Linked DNA regions of Callithrix jacchus: region 2 is linked to region 1. A link is a contact called in public Hi-C data. All regions are on one chromosome and are shown on one strand. The core of a region is the stretch at or near the end of the contact, and the rest is flanking DNA. Distances in the headings are between cores, read along the strand shown.

The links. Hi-C and Micro-C count contacts between places; a contact is called where the count stands out from the background.
Region 2: a contact with region 1 is called in a Hi-C map of skeletal muscle, with 2.7 times the contacts expected there. The contact joins two enhancer-like sites. A contact is called at or near these places in 2 of 3 Hi-C or Micro-C datasets (induced pluripotent stem cells and skeletal muscle).

Annotation. Positions count from the first base shown.
Region 1 is chr6:159,004,227-159,008,538 of calJac240_pri, forward strand. The region is part of intron 1 of LRRFIP1 (LRR binding FLII interacting protein 1); the gene reads left to right. Among named protein-coding and RNA genes, the nearest start is that of LRRFIP1, 77 kb to the left of the region's middle. Within about 2 kb of position 3,030, at least 5 of the 16 cell types and tissues checked have an H3K27ac peak or open chromatin away from gene starts, as enhancers often do. A contact at or near this core is called in skeletal muscle, where this site is marked.
Region 2 is chr6:159,053,970-159,058,096 of calJac240_pri, forward strand. All of the region lies in intron 7 of LRRFIP1 (LRR binding FLII interacting protein 1), which reads left to right. Among named protein-coding and RNA genes, the nearest start is that of RBM44, 52 kb to the right of the region's middle. Within about 2 kb of position 2,857, at least 6 of the 16 cell types and tissues checked have an H3K27ac peak or open chromatin away from gene starts, as enhancers often do. A contact at or near this core is called in skeletal muscle, where this site is marked.

The DNA of each region.
Region 1 (4,312 bases), core at 1,780-4,279:
CGGACAGGCTGGTCAGAGGAGTCAGCAGAGGCACACCTGGAGCAGCTAAGGCACTGGCTACAGGGCTGTTACTTAAGGCTGGGAACCTCCTGGGCGGGTCTGGGTTCAGATGACTTCTTCCAGATGCTGCCGGGAAGAAGGGAGAGGAAAGTTGGACTGCGTGCAACCGAGTAGTCATGTGATCAGCCCTGGTCCACTGTCCCTCACCCCCAGTTCAAGAACCCCATAAGCTCTGAAGACTGGAAGATTGGTGTTTTGTTTTGGTTTGGTTTCGTTTTATAAGTTTGTGGCAGAATTTTGGCAGTGAGGCTTGCCCTGCCCAGTGGGGAGGGGGGGCTGTTTTTGGTCTTCTTTATTCCTCTCAGTGTGAATTTTCATGCGTTTCTCTGCAGTCTTGTTGATGTCTTTGATTAGGGGCTGCTACTATGGGTTGTACCAGAATATATGGTGTACGCGTCTTACTACGTTTCTGACGTCTAGAAATACTGAATTCTAAAGCATGGCCCCAAGCGTTTATAGTAAGAAATCGTGAACCTGTAGGAGCTTTTCTTGGCAAATGGTCACAGAAACTTTATCAGAGTGGGACATGGTGAACAAAACCAAAATTTAGTTCCTGTTAAGAAGTTAATGGTTAGGTGGGGAAGGAAGCGTGCTAAGTGATGATAGGAATTGGGGTTCACCATGGGTGGGGGTATATTGGAAGGGGTGTCACCCAGTGGCTCCCTTGGGCCATGGGCTGGGCATACCCTCAGGATAGTGGTAGTGGATGTTTCACACTGGTTTGTGCCAGTTCGTGTTCTGCATTGTGTCTGTGGGTTCAGAGATGGGTCTCCTGTGGAGAGGAGGGACTGGGGGCCGCATCCATTCAGAGGAGAGCTGGGTTGGTCGGAGGAAGTAGATTTGGTGAATTCCACCTCAATTAGAAGACAAAAGCAGGATCTGAGTGGGAGCTTGGGCTTCAGCAAGTGGGCGCTGGCCCTGGAGCCATAGGAGAGGCTCCAATGGGGACAGTGGAGAAACGGCATTTCCTCAGCTTTTGTAACTTCCCCGTGTTTGCGATGACTTGTGTCACCCCCTCTCTTTCCACATACCGATTAGCACTCAGCCTTTCTAAACCACCAGCACTGGGAGAAGGCTGTTAGAGGAGAGCATGCACACACATCCTCCCAAGCCCCATCTCATTGTAGGTAACTGGCCCAGGGTCCCCAGGTCTGGGAGAGTGGGAGTCTTGACCAATGTGGGGATGAAGTTGGCACAAGGTGGGCCGGCTCTGCCCTAGCTCAGTCTGAGATGGTAGAACCTGGAATCATATGGTGTGTTTTAGGCATGTCATTTCCCCGGGCAGGTAAGATAGAAATATAGTAAGGTAGGTCTTTTCTAATAGTATTGAGAGTGTCCTACTGGGGCAGAGATGGAGATTAAATTTCCCTTTTCCTTTCAGAGTCAGTTTCTGTTCACTCTGAACTAATATCATACAGCGGAAGCCTCCTTAGCAACTTTCAAAAAACCCTGCAGTCTCAACTGCCACTTACGCTGAGCACAGGAAATCAAGTTATTTATAGTTGCAAAATGTGTTTCAGCGAAGTTGATTGGAGCGTTACCTGATTAGAGTGAGATTCTTATCCAATCCCTACAGAATTGTGAGGCTAAATGTTGGCGCAGTGTGTTTGCTCCTCAAAAGGCAATGGCCAAGAGGAATTTCTTATCCCCGAAAAAATCAGGCGTGTGACTCAGCAAAGGAATTGTTTATGACTGGTTACTCATATGCCAGTGCTTCCAAAATATCTGCTCATATTTAAAGGAGTAATCTTGAAGCCCCAGAGGCGATAATGTTTAGATTACCAGCGTGTTCTCCAGTCAGTGAGTCTGTTACATCTCACTACATGTTAGACGTGGAACAGGAGAAGAGGATTTTTATTACCTTACTGTTTTTACCAGAGGCTGCCCAAATTTGAGTTTTGTTGTTTTGTTTTGTTTTTTAATAAAGAAGCTTATTTTCATGGAATGGACTTACTAGAACTTTCATTATTCAGACTACCTAGATAAAATTAAGTAAATTCATTTCTTTCTCCCAAATTAAATATTTTGACTACATGCAAGATTTAATCATTCAGAGTTGCCATGTATTTGATTATAGACCAGTAGAATAATCCCCCTGCCCCCGGCCAGATTCCAAAACAATCAACTAAAACACACACACACCCAGCAACACAAATGATATGTATTGTGAGACTCACTCCTTCATTTTGGAAAGGGCCGGTGCTCAGTGCTTCCAGTGGTTTCTCCCTGGTATTGTAACTTTACAACTTTAAAATTAGGTAAGTAGTTTCCCCTTGAATCTAAAGTACAACTACTTTGTAGTAGAGAGGTAATTTATCTGAAATCACATAACAAAGATTTAATTTTAACCAAGATGTTTCATTTATGTGTTTGTATGATGAAGAAGATCACCACTGTGAGCCTTCAGTCTTTCTCATTGTCTGTGGGAAGTGGGTGTATGATTTTTCTAGGGAAAGGAGTGGGCTCTCTGTGTGGGTTGGGAACCTCTGCTCGCCTCCTCTGATGTTTCCCCCGGGGCACTTTTTCCTGCTGCTCTGCTAGGTGGGTGCCTTAGCATGCTTGTCTTCTCATTGTGCTTCTAAACGCCTCTGAACTGCATTTATACTCAGGTCAGTAACTGTCAAAGAAGAACTAAGTAGTAAAAGTAGCTAACATTTACCAAAGCCCTGCTGAGTCTACCTGGTGTCTTATATGAAGGTCTTCCCTAACCCTTGCGGTAACCTCATGGGGAGCACTTTTCTCTCCATTTTTCAGATAAAGAGGAAACTGAGGCTCAGAAAGTTCAGGGACTTTCCAAGCCCTCACAGCTGGTCAGGAGCAGAGCCAGTTCAGATCCGGGCCTGCTGACTCGGAACCGGTACTGATAATTCTCACCACTGCGCAGTGCTGCAGGCAGGGGCTGGCAGGTAGTAAATGTCAAGACAGCTGTGGCTGCTGCTTTGGTCACTGCTGCCTGCTTTTCTCTGCAGCCCTGCCGTCCCATACCCCAGTATTGAGGCTGAAGGGTGTATCTTTACTAAAGCTGCCTCTTAGAGCGAAGTCCTTGTCCTGAATACATACTGAGAAGCCTTCACTCTATCACACTCTTCTGTTCTCTGCCTGGTCATTTCCAGGCAGAATAGAGCAGTCAGTCCGTGAACTTTCTCTTCTTTTTTTTTTTGAGACAGAGTCTTACTCTGTCACCCAGACTGGAGCACATTGGTGTGATCTCGGCTCACTGAAACCTCCATCTCCCAGGTTCAAATGATTCTCCTGCCTCAGCCTCCTGAGTAGCTGGGACTATAGGCTTGTGCCACCACACCCAGCTAATTTTTGTATTTCTAGTAGAGACAGGGTTTCACCATGTTGTCCAGGCGGGTCTCAAACTCCTGACCTCAAGTGATCCACCTGCCTCGGCCTCCCAAAGTGCTGGATTACAGGTGTGAGCCACTGCGCCCGGCCCAATGAACTATTTTTCAACATATGGAAAATAATGGTAGAAATGAAACAGCTGTGGGACTTGTTTGGCTATTTTTGTACTACGCTAAAATGTTCACTGCTGCCTATGTCGCCACACACCTGAGAGCAGCTGTGGTTTAAGTGGTTTTGGTTTTTGTTCTCCCCCTGGGTACGATAGAGCTCTTCCCCCGCCTCATGCAAGTACACAAGTTCATGGAGGATAAACATGACAGCTGCCGTTTCTTTTATAGCTGGTTCCAGGGAATATCCGCTGAATACAGGAAAGATTGTCAGTCTCCGTGTGCTGCCAGACGTGGGAAATCCCTGGTACTGGTAGAGCTTTCAGCCTTAGTCTCAGACGAAACCATTTCAGTGGTTTTGTGAAACCTTCAAGGTCTGGGGTTTGTAGGACAACCTTGAGCAGAGCAGGTAAAGGTGAAGGGAGTGGAGCCCAGATGTGCTGCCTGGAAGGAAACCTGTCACCTGGAGAGGACACGGCAGAGGGGACACCCAGCCGCCCTCACCACTCAGTCCCGCACGTCCATGTTAGTGGTAGTCATCCTCTTGTATTTCCAGCATGTTGAGGCTATTGAAGGAAATATGAAGATTCATGCATCTCAGGAAAAGCAAAAAAATGTATTAACGGCAAGAGTAGCAGTTCGCTTGTCTGGAAGATACTGTGGAGCATATAGAGCATATTTATTCCTCAGCACCAGTGTGGGTGGCAGCTAAGCCCAAGATCGTTGTGAGGTTTGAATAGGTCGATGTGTGAGTCCTCGATAAAGTAACATCAATCATTTTGTCCCTGTGAATA
Region 2 (4,127 bases), core at 1,607-4,106, 50 kb after region 1:
TGCATCCGGGAGGCAGAGGTTGCAGCGCGCTGAGATCGCACCACTACACTCCAGCCTGGATGACAAGACTCTGACTCAAAAAGAAGGAAAAGAAAAGGCAAATATAAGTATCTACCATTGACAGAGAATGTTGTAGCTTTACGTTCAGTGAATCTCAGACACCCGTCATACCCTCTGCCTTGTGTGATTCTAGTGAGACACAGCAACTGGATTTTGTTAAATACCGTCTTTATTCAAGCCTATGATGAAGTCACAGCGCTCCACACAGCCCCTTAGAGATCGAAATGATACACATTTCTTCGTCATATGAAATTGAAGAGATTGAAATAATACAGATTTCTTCGTCAATTTACTCGCAGGTTTAGTAGATGATCATGAACAGAAAGATGTGGGGTCCGCCTTCCTGGGCATCCTGGGGCCTGATGGGGGGCGGGTGACCTCCTCGTGTCTGCTCTTCCTTCCCTGAATCCATTGCTCAGCTAACAAAGGTCAGTTGCTCGTGGGGCGGTTGGCACGCTTAGGGAATGAAGGTCAGAATGCCACAGTGAGGGCCGGGGCTGTCCTCCTTCTCATCCTGGATGCCTCATGGTGGCTGGGGACCCCACATCTGATGAAACCTCCTATATGTGGTTCTTAGAATGCAGAGAGGTCTCTGCAGAGTACAGGGCAGTTCCCTAGGGGATGTGGTTACAGTATTCCTTGATTGATCACGTTAAGGATAGAAGGACGGCGAGCACAGGCAGCATCCCTAGTATCTGAAGGGCCTGGGAGACAGAAGTAAGCTGGCTTCTTTCCATAATTTCCAAAACTCACGGTCCTCTTACACTCAATCGACTCCATTTCTGTTTTCCTTCTTGGGACACTTACACCATTGCTGTGTATTTTGGACCTCCTGGTACAACAGAAAGTATTGGTGGATGTGTTTGGCTTTGTTGATGGGAAGAAGCCAGGAGGGCCTGGATGGGACTCCCCGATCCTTCCTCCTGGGAGGGAGGAGCAGTAGGTCTTGGGCAGGGCCTAGGGTGAGCATGGGGGCAAAGGCAAATGACCCTCCAATCTGGCCTTCCTCAGGGTCACATGGAGCAGGAAGTGCTTTAAGGCAAGGTGTTTCAGAACCCAGGTTCAAATGTCACAGCTCTCCTTCCTGGTTTGGGACATCTAGCTGGCACATAAGCTTCCTGTGCTTCCCCTGGAAAGAGGGATCACGACACCCTTAAATAGCAAAAACAGGTCAGGCGCAGCAGCTCATGCCTCTAACCCTGGCACTTTGGGAGGCCGAGGAGGGTGGATCATGAGGAGTTTGAGACCAGCCTGACCTCAGTAGTGAAACCCTGTCTCTACTAAAAATACAAAAATTAGCCAGGTATGGTGGTGCACACCTGTAATCCCAGTTACTTAGGAGGCTGAGGCAGGAGACTTGAACCTGCGAGGTGGAGCTCGCAGTGAACCAAGATCACACCATTGTACTACTCCAGCCTGGACAACACAGTGAGACTGTCTCAAAAAAAAAAAAAAAGCAGTAATAACCAAACACAAAGGGGCATGGAAACTTGTTTCTCCGTGGCTGGGGTTAGCCAGGGACGGGTTACAGTTGTTCCAGCGAGCAGCTCATGGAAAATGCTCCCAGGACATCATCAGGAACACGTATCCAGGGCCAGTTTGAGTGAGGACAGGGGACAAGGAAAATGTGAAGTCAGGCAGGGGCAGCCCTGCAGTCTCTACAGGAAGTCCCACCCTGCGTTTGGGGGATGCAGGTGTACAGGTGAACTTGTCACACTTGTCAGAGGGGAGGGAGGGCTGGTGCCCCCTTTGGGGTGGCAGGAGGGCAGTGGCATTCAAGGGCAGTAGTAACCAGAATGAAGGAAGTGACCACTTGTCCCACTTCAAGAAAATAAACTGCTTCAGTGTCCAGAGACCACCACCAGGGTCAAGACCTAAAGTTTTTTCTACTCCCTTGGTCCTCCCAGGGTCCTTCGGAAAGCAGAGAGGATATCGGCCCCATCTCAGAGGGACACAGAATATGTTCACCTCATTCTCATCTTCTCCCATGCTGTGGATGAGCTGTGTTTTCTTCCCCTCCAGCATGGCCAGGATCTTCTCCTTGAGGACATTATGTTCATTCAGTGTTTAATGAGCGCCTAGAATGTTCCAGAAACAGGGCCCTTGTATGAGCAGACAGAGACCTGCCCCAGCCCTCATGGGACACACAGACAGGGGCAGACAGATGCTCATCGGGTGATCACACGTGGTGTGAAGCCCAGCAGCGTGGGTGTGTGGGGAGGTAAAGGTGCCTGGAGAGCTGGAATCCGGAGGGTTCATGGCCCAGACTTGGGCCACCCCAAGCAGAGCGACTGCCTGGTGAAGCTGACAGGTCCAGGTCATCCAGGCCCTGGAATCCCACTGGGAACCTGGCAAAGCCACCACATTTCTGAAACATCCAACAGGATTATCCCAAGGAGAAAGCAGGTCCGTATCTTACCTTGCGTATTCAGAGAAAACAGGAGCGATGGACTCAGATCTCTGCCCGTTTGAACTAGAAAAACAACACTGTTTTGACTCATGGCATTTGTTGCACAAAGAGGCAGGGGCAGGGACCAGGTGGAAAAACAGGTCTTGAATTATAAACACCAGAGTTCAAAGATAAGTCATTCAGGCTAAAGTAAATATTATTGGATTTAAAACCAAAAACTGTCACTCTAATGGTAGATTCTGCTATCATTGAAATCTGAAGGAAAATGACCCTTAAAATGGGAGTTTTCTGAGCAGTGTTTGCTGTTAGCTTGTGTCTGGAGAGGGACCTTGCGAGGATGTGGCTTCAGTGATCCCGTTTTCCACCCGGGTCTGGTGTTGCCTGGCTGGGCATTGGGGACAGCTTCCTTTTTGTACCTGGGCCCTTGAATAGGGTGCCTCTGGGTCCGTGAACAGGTCCTCTGTCTCTAGGAAACATGGAAAACCTAGCGCTTAAGCCTCGCCAGGCATCGTGTGTACATGAACCTAAGTAGTAAACTCCTTTAGACACAATATCAGAAGGTTGGATTAATAAACTATTTAATGTACTCCTTGAAACATTTGCTTTTGAAAGGAAAACTGACATAAACTAATTCCACAGACAAATTTTAAAAGTGACTATTTCCAGATTTTCAACGGTGTCTTTGTATATACTCAGCTGTGGCTAGAAAATACGACACAAATACTGTATAAACCTGTTCGTGTGAAGTTTCACTCTGGCCTGAAATGTTTAGTATCGCTCAAAATACGAGAGTCATGACGCTGACAGGCTGCTCTGTCTGCAGCGTTCGGTGCTCGGCCGTCCCGGGCTGGGGTGGGCGGGCAGAGCAACCTGCACCACCTGCGGCTACTGTGCCCTCTGACCCCACTCTGCACCAGGCACACCTCCTCCAGGCCTCCACACCAGGCCGTGCAGTGGCCATGACAGTGTTTAAAATCCTGGCATGGGTTCCATTTCTTCGTCATTTTAGAGAGGAAGTGTGTGCTTTATGTTGAGATGAAACACACCATCTGATTCCTTACCCGGCTCTGCGAGGGCTTAGGAAAGGGGGCTTGGTTAAGGTGGGCTCCACTGCCCGTGCCCTCTGTCCGGGCCTGGCCCCTGCGGCAGCGACACACCGCCATCTGGTGGACGCCAGTGGGGCTGCGTGGCTCTCCACCGGGCTGCGCTGCCTTCCTGTGTTTCAGGAAATCTTGCTGGCAAATCCCTTTTCATTCCGACAACACACAAAATGAAATTTATTATGTAAAATAGAGAAAGGTTGCACGTACATTTGCCATCAGCTTTCATCAAGGGCTTAATTTTTATTTTTTTTCTGCCTGGTCTCTACTTTAAAATATGCCCAGATTTTCTTTTGAGTCTGTTACGTTCTTCAGAGCACAGACTTTTTTAAAAAAAAAATGATAGAAACAGCAAACTATGGTTTTTGGGAGTTTTTTCCCCTTATTTGACATTTTACAAATTATAAAAGCAATAGACGTAAAACCATGCAGGATAAAGATGTGGTAAAGCCCTGTCCCTCCAAAATTAAGGTTTATGGGCCCAGTGTGTATTCTTTCTCAGCTGTCTTGCAAGAAATATCAAAAAGAAAAAAAGACTTGGTGGGCCCTTGTTTTAC